Regions from separate parts of the Mus musculus genome. Here region 2 is linked to region 1. Evidence: chromatin contacts called from public HiChIP or PLAC-seq data. All regions are on one chromosome and are shown on one strand. Each heading gives the region's core, a stretch centred on a gene start, on an enhancer-like site or on the middle of the called end of the contact. The rest is flanking DNA. Distances are from core to core; before and after follow the strand shown. Region 1 overlaps Agbl4 (ATP/GTP binding protein-like 4). Region 2 overlaps Agbl4 (ATP/GTP binding protein-like 4).

Region 1 (5,710 bases), core at 321-2,820:
ATTCATTCTTCTGTCGCCCCAAGTCAAAGAGCTGTGTCACATGGAAATCTGTCACCCGAAATGGGTAAAGGCACCTTATTACATTTGGGCTCAGTGTCCTATGTACATACCAGGTTCCTAGCCTGTGTGCTAGGGTTCTGCCTGCGGAGTGCAAGCCCTCAGGCTTTTTGCTAACTGGTTACAAGCATAGCAGGCCTGATGGAAGGCAAGGCCAACATAGTTTGTCCATATTGGCTACCAAGATATTGAATGTCTTCACATTTATTGAGAGTGATTTCCTGAGCCACCATCTTGCATATGAGCACTCTGTCACACTAGCTCCTCTTCCCTGGAACCTAGTTCTTTCACAGCCCAGTGACCAAAGTGTTAATGTTTGGCACAGGAGCTGGTCACTGGGGCTCTTAAATATTTTGAATATCACCCACCGGTGAAGATGAACCGTCATACACACTCACAAACACCAATGAAATCTCTTGGCATCAATAAAAGAAAATTGTTTCTGTAGTTCAATTTACCCTTGACTTTTCAAACCAGAGTAAAATACTTCTCTGACATCACTAAACTTCTCAACTTCTCACTGTGCTAGAGGTCAAACCTCAGGGAATGAAAAGACCTTCTGGGTTTTTGTTTGTTTTGTTTGTTTGTTTGTTTGTTTGTTTGTTTGTTTGTTTTTGAGACTTGAGTCCATGTTAATGGAGAAAACCAAAAGCCACCTTGATTCTCAGACCAGCCAGTGAGCAAACCCCATCACCTAACAGATTGGCCCCTGCTCATGAGCCATCCTCCCTTCATTCTACAGCACCATATAGGCTGTTTCTCCATTCCCTGTAATTTTAAAACTTATTTCCCAGGAGACAAGAACAGTTTCTTAATATGTGAGTCCAGTGAGTGATTTGGGGGGAGAACTTCACCACTCAGGGAATCCAGTTGTCACCCAGAGCAGCATCAATGTCACCCTTCAGGAGGCAACACAGAGCCGGGTGGGGGTTGGGGGTGGGAGACAGGAAAGTGCCTCAGGCACAGAGAGGAGGAAGAAGGTCATTAACCTTGCAAGAATCAACTGACTTCATTCTGAGAGTCAGAGGAGGGCAGGGCTTGTGTCTGGAGAGGCTGCAAGGCATGACTCTGAGAAACTCCAAGCAAAATGGTGCTCAGCACCTACTCACCCGGGCTGGTTATCGTCAGGAGGTCAAGCTGCCGCTGTTGCTGCAATAGAAAACATAACAGTGAGGGCCATGATTTGCACAGCCAAACATATGCCTAGCAGGGCAGTGGAGAATAGCAGGGCAGGGGAGAAATGCAAGATGATGTCCGTGTACATGGTTGTTCTGAGGGTTCTTCCACCATACAGACTAGGTAAAATTGATAGCCTCTTTTAAAAAATATTTATTTATTTTGGTTTTTCGAGACAGAGTTTCTCTGTGTAGCCCTGGTTGTCCTGGAACTCATTCTATAGACCAGGCTGGCCTTGAACTCAGAAATCCGCCTGCCTCTGCTTCTCAAGTGCTCCGATTAAAGGCGCATGCCACCACTGCCTGGCTTTGATAGCCTTTCTGAGAGGGCAATGGAGCACATCTAAATAGGCCTATACTGTAATCATGAACAGAAAGGCCTGGGAAGAATGTGGCTTACCTATGGACACAGAAAAAATGCCCCATTCTAGTCTCCCAGAGAGGCCCCTGTCTTCCTGTTGCCCTCTTTCTCTTTTCTAAGAGAAATGCTGAAGACAGAGTGTGTCATCTTCTGTAAATGGTCACACAAACTCTGTTCCGAGAGCTGAGAGCTGTGGATTTAGGCTTCATGTTTCAGGGGCTTCTCTTCCCTGGTGTTTCCCCCAGTGACAGCTTGTCAGATTGCACTCCACCCTCTTTTTATCTCGACACTTTCCAAGAATGGCTTCCTGAAGTTCGCTTAAGCAGAAGGGAAGTCAACAATGGCCTTTTGACTAGTGTAGACTAAAGTCCAGGCACAGCCAGCACTAGGAGCTCTCATGTAACATTTCGGCCTGATGGCGATCCTACTGGGTGCTCTCATGTAACATTTCGGCCTGATGGCGATCCTACTGGGTGCTCTCATGTAACATTTCGGACCGACGGCGATCCTACTGGGTGAGTATTGCCCAGAGGAAGATTGATTACATTCAAAGACGGGAAAGTAGTTCTCAAAACTACAACTCCACTGACTGGCAGGAATATGCCAGTCCCAATCCTGCCTTTAGAGTCTAAATTATGGCACTCATAGCTCATGGTATGTTATCAGTAAGATACTCTATTTAGTATTGGTGGGGGAACTTTTATTACAGGACATCTGACCCTTAGTCACACAGGCTGCCACTCTCATTTGCATAGGATCACTAATACTTAGAGCTCAGGAGTCATTGTGTTTGGCCTATCCTTCATATAATCCCCCTTCAATGTCCTCTTCCCATCTCCAGCTGTGTGAACTATCTCTGTTCCACCTTTTTCCTTGATAGGATCTCCCTACTTATTGTTAATTCAGCTCTCCTTTGAACAAAGTAAAGCCCTGTAATGGCAGCATAACTTCTTGTTGCCTCAGCCCGTCGTAACAGCTGTGTCTGTTTCTCCAGGCTAAATGTTCTCAATTCCTGTCTTTTTTTTTTTTCCCCATGAGCATCTCTTCTCAAACTTCCTTGTCCCCAGGGTGCTCTCTTTAGCCATTCAACTTTGATATGCTATAACAAAAACCGCTTGAAGCATTCTCTACTGGTTGATTCTGACTTCTCAGGGGTCTACAAGCAAGTTTGTGTCTCTTTGAGGCTTTCTCAGTAACACATCCCTGCTTTCCTGCCAGCTCATAACTCATTCCAGTTGACTTCAAGCAAACAACGCAACTCCAAGATGTCACTGATCTATGTAGCAAGCATGAGTTCTCACACTGAAATAAAATACAGACTCACACATGCCAGGAAGGGGGAGTGCTGGAGCCAGATGGCCTCTTTCCCTGAATGTGGAATCTAGAAGAGGGAAAGTTGGCTCAAACTGCCCTTGCCCAAGTCAACCTGCATGGCCTGGAACTCTGCTCATGCAGGAGAGAAGGATATAGTAGTCCTTTTTCTTCTGTAAGTTTCATGATAGACACAAGTAGTGAAGAAAAAAAGAAGCCTATTTATCCAAAAAGTTTTAATTCCTTTGTAAGCTCTATTACTAAATGGTATCTCTGTGCTTGGGATTAACTGGAGAAGAATGAGAAGGAAAACCTGGCAAGAGGCAGACACACCTGGGTATGTGTCCTGGCTCTTGTGTCTAGTTTTGTATAACTGACTGTTTCTGGTTACAAACTTCAGAATCCTAAAAAAGATCAAGAGAGGCTTCAAGTAGAATGCAACCAGGTGCTGTACTTGTGGGTTCCCTTTTCTGGTGTCGAATACTCTCAGAATCCCTGGGCTCCAGAACCTGGGCTCAAGGACAGAGTCAGAATTCAAAGGAACCACGTTTTAAACTGCACTGTCACATTGCAACTTCCCCCTGCCCGTGTGAATCTTCCTCGATAGATGGGAAACATTTTATAGGCTCAGAACTACTATTCATCTTTAGGTCTCTCTCTCCACACTGCAGAGGCACTCTCAGTGAGCACTTGCTGAGCTCAGTGAACTAATCGCCAAATCCACAGCATCCTTGCAACCCCTACATCCCCTACGCCTGTGTTTATGCTGTTCTCTCTGCCAGTGCGGTTAGAACTTCTCATGTTCTCCATGGAGCTCCTGTACACTAATCCCCAAACCTAACGCACTCCTCTCCTTTCTTTGGCAGAATAAATATTTTCTGCTTTGTTCTTCCATTGCACCTTGCAAAACTGATCTCTCGTATCATTCTGTTTTGTCTTTTTCTGTGTCTATATATCACGTCACTGATGACAGGGCTCTGCCATTTCATCTCTATGCCTCCAGCGCCCAGAACAAAACCTGGGAAGGACTGATGTCATTTAGTTTAACTGATTCAACTATTCTGTTATGCCCTCTGCAATGACCCTGTTAAGTAGGAACTCATCATTATGGAGAGTAAGCAGTTCCTTCTTCCCCATGGCTTTTCCTCTGCCATGCCTTTGAGGCTTCTCATTTTTATAGTTTTGCTCTGCCATTCTCCAGCTAGCAACAAAGTCTATCTTTTCTGATAGTGCTTCCCATCTCCACCTCTTTCCGACCCGACCCGACCCGTAGCTTCTATTGTCTGTATCGCCTCTGTGATGATGAAGTGTCATCTGCAGATAAACCCTATTATCCTACAATTGACTATGTGTGCACCACCTAGTGGCATAATCTGGTAAGTGTCATCTGTTTATGTTCTAAATAGCACTTCAGACAGGATTGCAAAATCCATGGTCTAAATGCAAATGAAAACAAAAGCATATGTTTCAGAATGACTGCCTAACAGCTTTCAGCAAAGAAATGGAATAGTCAAGTAATTAGGTTAGAATTTTTCAAAAGTAAAAAATAATAAACGAAAGTGAGAAACGTCATTACTAGAGTAACTAGAGTAATGATCACTGGAAACTGCCGATGGGAAACTATTGCATTTGTAAACGAGGGGCACCTGACTTCCTTTCTACTTGTTACTTGGCTTGCCTCTTGAATGCCTCTTCTTCTGTCAGGCCTTTCTTGACCTGACAAGTCTATGCTGGATTTTACCTGAGGCCCCACAGGAGCAACATTACAATACGTTCCCACGGCTTCTTGACTTCTCTCTCAAGGGGCTTGCCTAGCACCTGACTAATAGAAGAAACCCAACAGAGATCTTCTGGTCACTCATTACCCTCTTTGACAGAACCTCACTCAGTAGGTCACCAGATGAGCTCCTGAGGGTTGGATATCACTCTTCCAAAAGACATATTAGTTACAAACAATTTTGTTTTTGTTTTTGTTTTTGTCAACTGCCTTCATACTTCCCCTCAAATCCCTTTCTTTATAAGCCCCAGGAATGTTGGAACTGAGCCTCAGAGAATTTGGCCTTCTTCATCTGGATGGGGTGATTGTGAGGCTGTGGTTAAAAATGGACTTTTCTTTTTGGTCACGACTGCACTGCAATTATCTCTTAGAATGAAAAGGGACGTAGTGTTCTTGGAGCTCAGGGCTGGTTTTGTGTGGGGGTTCTGTGTGGCAGAGGAGAATAGTCACTGATTGTGTGTTCAGTGTTGCTTTCTGTTTTCACGCAGGATAGCTATTTGAGGAACAGCCAGTCTGTCACAGCAGAGACGGGAGACAATTTAGACAAGAGCACCAGCAAGTCCCGAGCGTTCTCCTGTCACTGCAGAAGCCAGCCATTCTGCGGAGGACCTCGGGATTTACATCTCCAGAAGGAGCGCAGGACCATAGGCGGGCAGGCACACATTCGGCTTCAAGCCTCAGGTTCCTCTCTTTCCAACAATCCGACTTCCCTTTTCTTTCCCAGCCCTAGGCTCCTACTAGGCATCTGGACTTTTAATATCCCCTTCATGGAGAACAGTTCACCTGGCACCGACCTTTCGAAACTCACAGTTTTTAATGTCTCTTAACCTAGTCTAGCCTCCTCACTGGGCAAACAACTGATCATTTTAAAGTTAAATCTGCTCTGCTCTTTGAATAATTTAATGAACCTAATTGCATTTTTCATAAAGACTACTTTATAAGCTTGGCTTTCAAGGAAGAATTTTCAAAAAAAAAAAAAAGCAGCTCAAATTAAGCCAATAGAAGAGAGACAAATATTGTATATTTTCC
Region 2 (5,651 bases), core at 2,459-4,958, 150 kb before region 1:
CCTATTTTATAATAAAGTATTGAAGAGCTCGTTTGATTCAGTGGATAACCATGTTCAGGCTGCTGACAACACAGTACTATGTGATTAACCAAGCTACAGTCCTTTTTTTCTGCTTTTGGAGAAAACTAACATATTGTGATATATCATCAGCTTGAGAAAGATCAAAACTCCAAATCTGCAGCAGTTTCTTCTAAATGCAAATCACTCAAACACTATTATAAACAAAAACTACTTTAAGTGATTAAAACTATTTAAGCACAAGGCTATGATTGTCTACTTGTCTATTTGTCCCTTAGAGTTTGTCTCCCTTACTTCACTAGAGAATAAATTCGATGTAGATGGGAATCTTGAGTCTTAGATGCTCAAACACCCAGTACTCAAAATAAGACAGGGACAGCAAAGAAACTCCATAAATTTGTGTTAAATTAATGACTGTGGATAAAAGAACAACAGGTGTGTGAGTGAGGTACCAGTCCCCAGATTCTCCCATCACTGACTCTAGGGCTGTTACTTAAATTGGTTCCTTTTAATAGCCATGAGGAAAATGTCAGGGGAAATTGTGCCCACTGGAAGCAGTCATACTCCATAGCACCAGGCTGAGCCATCTGGGTTACATACTTGTCAGACTGTGCCAGCTATGTGTATGCTCATTTCCTGAGATTCTTGAGGGAAGTGTCCCAGCTAGAAGGTGTTCTCCTCCCCCAGCCTCTCATTCCTTCCCTGAATTACTTCTGGTCTGATAAGAAGTAACTGGCATTGAGCAGATGTGGGAGACACTGGGTGACCCAGCCATAGGTGGCCAGTAGTGTCACTTCCTGAGAAGAGAGACTGGCCATTTAGATGGCCATGAACTCAAGCCAATCCACATACACTTGGGCATCATGTTCTTGAAGGCAATTCTGGGCAAGCACCCCATGCTCTCGTAAAATACATTCCTTTATTGATCAAAGTGCAAGTGATAAAGGTGACCATGAAGCCCCTGGTGTTCAGTGTGTTTCCAGTTATTCATGTCATCTCAAAGGTCCACTATCTGTCTACCTGGGGATGGGAAGTGTTTTCCCACAGCTGCTGCTGAGATCTGGGAGACTGCGTGAAGAGTCAGCAATAGTTTGACATCTCAATACACAGCTGGAGTTTACGTGAAGGGCATGCCAGACTACCCATTTATCTCTTGCATGCCTGGCCAGGGATCAGCTCTGTTGTTCCACTTTGAGTTTGGGGTCTCTTTTTTGGCCCCTGTAGTTACTCTGTCGCCTAGGGAAAGGGTCAGGGAAGGAAATATACACCAGTGGAACACTTAATTATTTTCTACATCTTTGCCAGTTTAACATGCCGGCTCAACCAACATCATCAGCACCTTTCAGATGTAGAATCTGAGATCTGGAAAGTGGTTTTCTCAGACCCCTAGATAAAGCACACACATCTGTATTCTTTCATAGCTGAATCTAGCATATGATGAGAAACTGCCTGGCTCCCTGGCTGCCTGAAACCCACACCTAGCCAATGCTATAAAGCTTCTGACCAGCCTCCCATCCCAGGTATCTCTCTGGGGTAGGACGCTAACATCCAGGAACAGGGCTATATGAGCACTAGAGGTAGGCTTGGAGGATGGTTGCATGAGGTACTTGGATGAGCCGATTACATGGGTGGGAGGAATGGATGGATCAGGAGGAGCCCTGGGATTCTGAGACAAGGTAAAAAGAGCAGAGGACACTGTACACACAAATGGCCCAGGGTGCAGTGACGATGGCAGAAGACTCGTGGGGAGGGTTTAGAAAGGATTGTTTTCTAATAGAGAAAATGCTTTAGTCTGCCACAATGAGACCCAGCATAATCCACTTGGCCAGTGTCGTGCTTACTTCCCTTTTTGCAGTAGATTGTATATGCTTCGGTGTATGTGTGCATGCATGTTGAGTAGATTGTATATGCTTCGGTGTATGTCTGCATGCATGTTGAGGGAATGAAGGAGCAAAGCTTCCAAACCAAAGCAAAATACGGTGGAATCCAAGAGGCAAAATCCACTAGGAGCAACAAAGGAAAAAGAGTCCCTCTTGTTCTAGTAACCTTCCTCATTGGTCATGTCCTGCTCCCTTCTGCCTCCTACCCATCTGGAAGCAGCTGCTCCAGGCTCTACAACAAACTCAGGCTTTGGAAAGTGCAGAACAAGGTAACAAGGGCAAAAGGCTGTCCCCACCCAGGAGTTACACCTCAAGGCAGGAGGACTGTGGGAGGGAAGAAGGGAAGGGTAACACATTTTACCCATGTACCAAAGCCAAAGCCTGGCTGTGTTCAGCTCTCCCCTCACTGACTGCTCAGTGATTTCAGGGAGCCTGGGCCCCTCTCTGGCTTCAAGTATTGTCACTAAAATGAAAGGTGTCTCGGTGTGCTTTGTGTTCATAGAACCAAACACCTCAGACAAGCAACGCATTAAAAAAAATGACATTCAGAGGCTGGAAAGTCTAAGAGCACAGCACCAGGTGGTGGTGAGGGTCTTCCTGCTTCCCCAAAACACGACACACAGCATCCTATGTGGAGACAGAACTGCTTCATTACACGTATGAACTCATCACTGGCTCAGGGCTCTCTGCCTTGTGGAAGCCACTGTGACATGATGAGGCCCCATGACCCCTCCCAATACCCCATACCTCCCAAAGACCTCATCTTCAAATCTACTAATGGACACATTTGGAAATGACATTTCTAGCCCAGAAACCTTAAATGAAGATATCTCATCTGCAGCAAGGAGGTCATTCGTATATGGTTGCCCTTCCTCTCAGCAGTGACAACTGCTAGGCTGTAGTTGACTCTTTGGACTTACCTCTAGCTGCTACCCTAAGCCAGTTTGACTTCTGCTTCTCCCCTGCCCCCCACCCCCCACCCACCACTTCTACAGGATTTCATACAATGCCTATTCTGTAGCAGGCCATGTGACTACAAAGCCAGATAAAGTTCCTGTGGGGCTTCAAAGACATTTGCGTATGCTAATAAGTAAGAAAAGCAAGCCCAGAAGAGGCTCGCAGGATTGTGTATGTGTGCCTTCATGAGTGTGTGTACACAATAGATGTTCAACACATCAGTGGGATGAACAGAACACAGGGAAGCCCCTGTAAGGCAATTGAGAAAGATGCTTTTTCTTTTTATCTCCTGTGTATTTTTACCTTTCACTTTGTCATTTTCAAATTAAAAAGCAATGGTAATGATTAGCCCCTTAGTGAGCACTTGCTCCCTGCCAGGCATTCTTCTAAGACCTTTGAATGACAACCAGATTAGCTCCTGCAACAAAGCAGTTCCTATCAGGACGCCTGATATAGCTAGGAAGAACCAGAAGCACTGAGATTAACTAACTCTCCAATGTGGCACAGAACCTCAGTAGGGAATCCAGAGTTCAGGTCCCCAAAGTCAGCTGGCTGGGAGGCTGCCCCTTTATCTCCTCCACAGGAGCCCTATAAGCATCAGGGGAACTGAAGAAAAGAAGCCTGCCTCCCTGGATGCAGTAGGGGCAGTTGACTGCTTCATGTCAAGGGGAGGGCACTGAAGAATTCCCTGAGACTCAGCAGCCCTATGCCTGGCTCCGAACCCTAAATTCTCCCAGAGAAGACTTGCTAGCATAGCCGACAATGCCACCAAAGGGGCCCTTGTATGAAATGGACCCTCCAAGCAGAGAAAGCCATACCAACAAAGTCTGAGGGTGGGGACTACCTGTGGCTACCCTGGGAAGTGCAGGAGCAGTTGGCATGTTACAGCGGGGAGGGTGGGTATGAGGGAGGAGGCTGGCAGGTACACAGAGACAAGCCAGCCAATAGCAGAGGCTGCAGTGTGTCTGTGCATGGAGGCAGCAGCAGCGAGCCTGTTTTTTGTTTGTTTTACAGAAGCAGAGAGACTAATCAGATTGGGTTTAAGCATTGAACTCCTATGACTCCATCCACTCACTTTTCACAGCTCCCCTCTTTCAATATGGAGGCAAGGAGTCTGGAGAACCCTTTCCTAGATTCTGCCCCAGGTAGTTTCAAACACGAAGAAGGCAGTTTCTATCAATTCTCATGACAACTTTTATATAACCAGATAACAACAACAATAAGGCAGTAATGACACAAAGCTGATCATCAAGAGAAGTCCAAAGCTCACCACTTCTGGCCTGCCCATAGAGCCGCTGTGCATATTCTAATACCCATCTCTCCTCCTTGGGACATGCTCTATTCCTAGCACTGAGTATCACTGGCTGCCGTCACAGCTCACCTCTACCTGACGGTCCTCAGGGTTCCACCATTGGCAACCCATCTCCGTAGTTCAGGGTCTGACTTGTGCCTAGCCCATGGCCAATGTCTGTAGTCTACTCCTGGGGAAGAACAAGTTTAGCAGAAAGCAGGTATCAGCAAAGTAGGGGAGCTGAGGTCTTCTGAGTAGCTCAGGCCTTGAGTGACATTGCAGAAATCTGGCCAAGGGCATTAATGGCTTCTTAGGTCCTTGAGGGTGAGCCTGTAAATTCCCATGTTGTGAGTCAGTGGGTCCCTGGGCTCTTTTCCTTGCCAGGGGAGCCATTAACCTATAGTGTTAAGGGCAGCCTGTCTCCTTACAGCTCTGGAGGTAAGCACTGGGCATGGCTGTATCAGCAAGGGTCTCATCTGACAAACTACCTGCCCCCGCTAATTAAGATCTGCACACAGCCCATGAATGGGCTGATCCTAACAGCCTCTTCCTCTGGGTGCGGGTTGAGGAAGCTCTGGTACTCACTCACTATATTGTCTGGGCCTGGTATGGAACTTGTTCCCTCCCCTCTGCCCAGCTCCAAAGACAGCCTTTCCTTTGCCTGAAATCACATGGGCCCTGTGTCCCTCTCCTCCCTGCTCTAACCCCTCACCCCCCCTCCCACAGTTTCTCAGAAAGTCCTTACTTCCTGTTGCCAGAATGCCTGAAAAAGCCGAGCACTCTCCAATCAGTCCTCCACAACATACCCAGAAGTGCTTTCAAATGATGCTTCTAGATCCTTGCTGAAAACCCTCCTGTGTTCCCAAGGCTCCTGAGCCCTGGTTCCACCTGGTCTTCCAGTCTCATCATCCTCTCTCTCTCCATCACAGTCACCCTGGACTCCTCTTAGTGCTCTCCTGTCTCTCCTTCTTCTCGCTGAATCCTGAGAGCTCATGTCTAAGATCCTCCTCTCACACACAAAGGCATCCACTATCTTCCTCAAGGCTCTTACAGAGGCATCATATACATCAGTTTTCCAGATCCCTGTCTTTTCCCTTCCCTCCTCTGTCCCTTCACTTCTAACACTTCAGTTGTATGTGTATCATGTGACGGACACATTGCTTATCATACACATCTCCATTGTTCCCTCTGAAACTCTGGTCCATTCTAGCTTGCTAGTTCCACTGTTACCTGCTCTTCATTCTCCCCAGGAAAGAACCCTTAAAGTCCTTTCTCCAAGGCTCAATCTCATTCTCAGCAAACAAAGGAAAAGGTTTGATTTCTAATTGTCAGGGTTACTGTGACCTCATCATTGTCACCTCCACCACCACCATCATCTTGATAATCATGTGGCACACTAATCACATACCAGGTGGCCCAAGAGACTGAAAGCTTTCCTCTGCATCAGATCCAGCACCCGGGAAGCACTCTGTCACAGCTGGCATTACCAGGACAGTCATGTCTGG

What was found. HiChIP or PLAC-seq counts read pairs in DNA pulled down with a chosen protein or histone mark.
Region 2: an H3K27ac HiChIP or PLAC-seq map of extraembryonic endoderm stem cells shows a contact between it and region 1. The contact joins two enhancer-like sites. A contact is called at or near these places in 10 of 484 Hi-C or Micro-C datasets (B cells, cerebellar granule neurons, cortical neurons and 6 more) and 1 of 115 datasets of contacts at active chromatin or transcription factors (extraembryonic endoderm stem cells).

What each region holds. Positions count from the first base shown.
Region 1 is chr4:111,326,736-111,332,445 of GRCm38.p6, reverse strand. It overlaps Agbl4 (ATP/GTP binding protein-like 4), which reads right to left. Exons shown (of 13, transcript NM_030231.3): 6 at 1,167-1,206. Among named protein-coding and RNA genes, the nearest start is that of Bend5, 85 kb to the left of the region's middle. Within about 2 kb of position 1,570, at least 7 of the 459 cell types and tissues checked have an H3K27ac peak or open chromatin away from gene starts, as enhancers often do. A contact at or near this core is called in extraembryonic endoderm stem cells, where this site is marked.
Region 2 is chr4:111,475,823-111,481,473 of GRCm38.p6, reverse strand. The region is part of intron 6 of Agbl4 (ATP/GTP binding protein-like 4); the gene reads right to left. Among named protein-coding and RNA genes, the nearest start is that of Bend5, 64 kb to the right of the region's middle. Within about 2 kb of position 3,708, at least 13 of the 459 cell types and tissues checked have an H3K27ac peak or open chromatin away from gene starts, as enhancers often do. A contact at or near this core is called in extraembryonic endoderm stem cells, where this site is marked.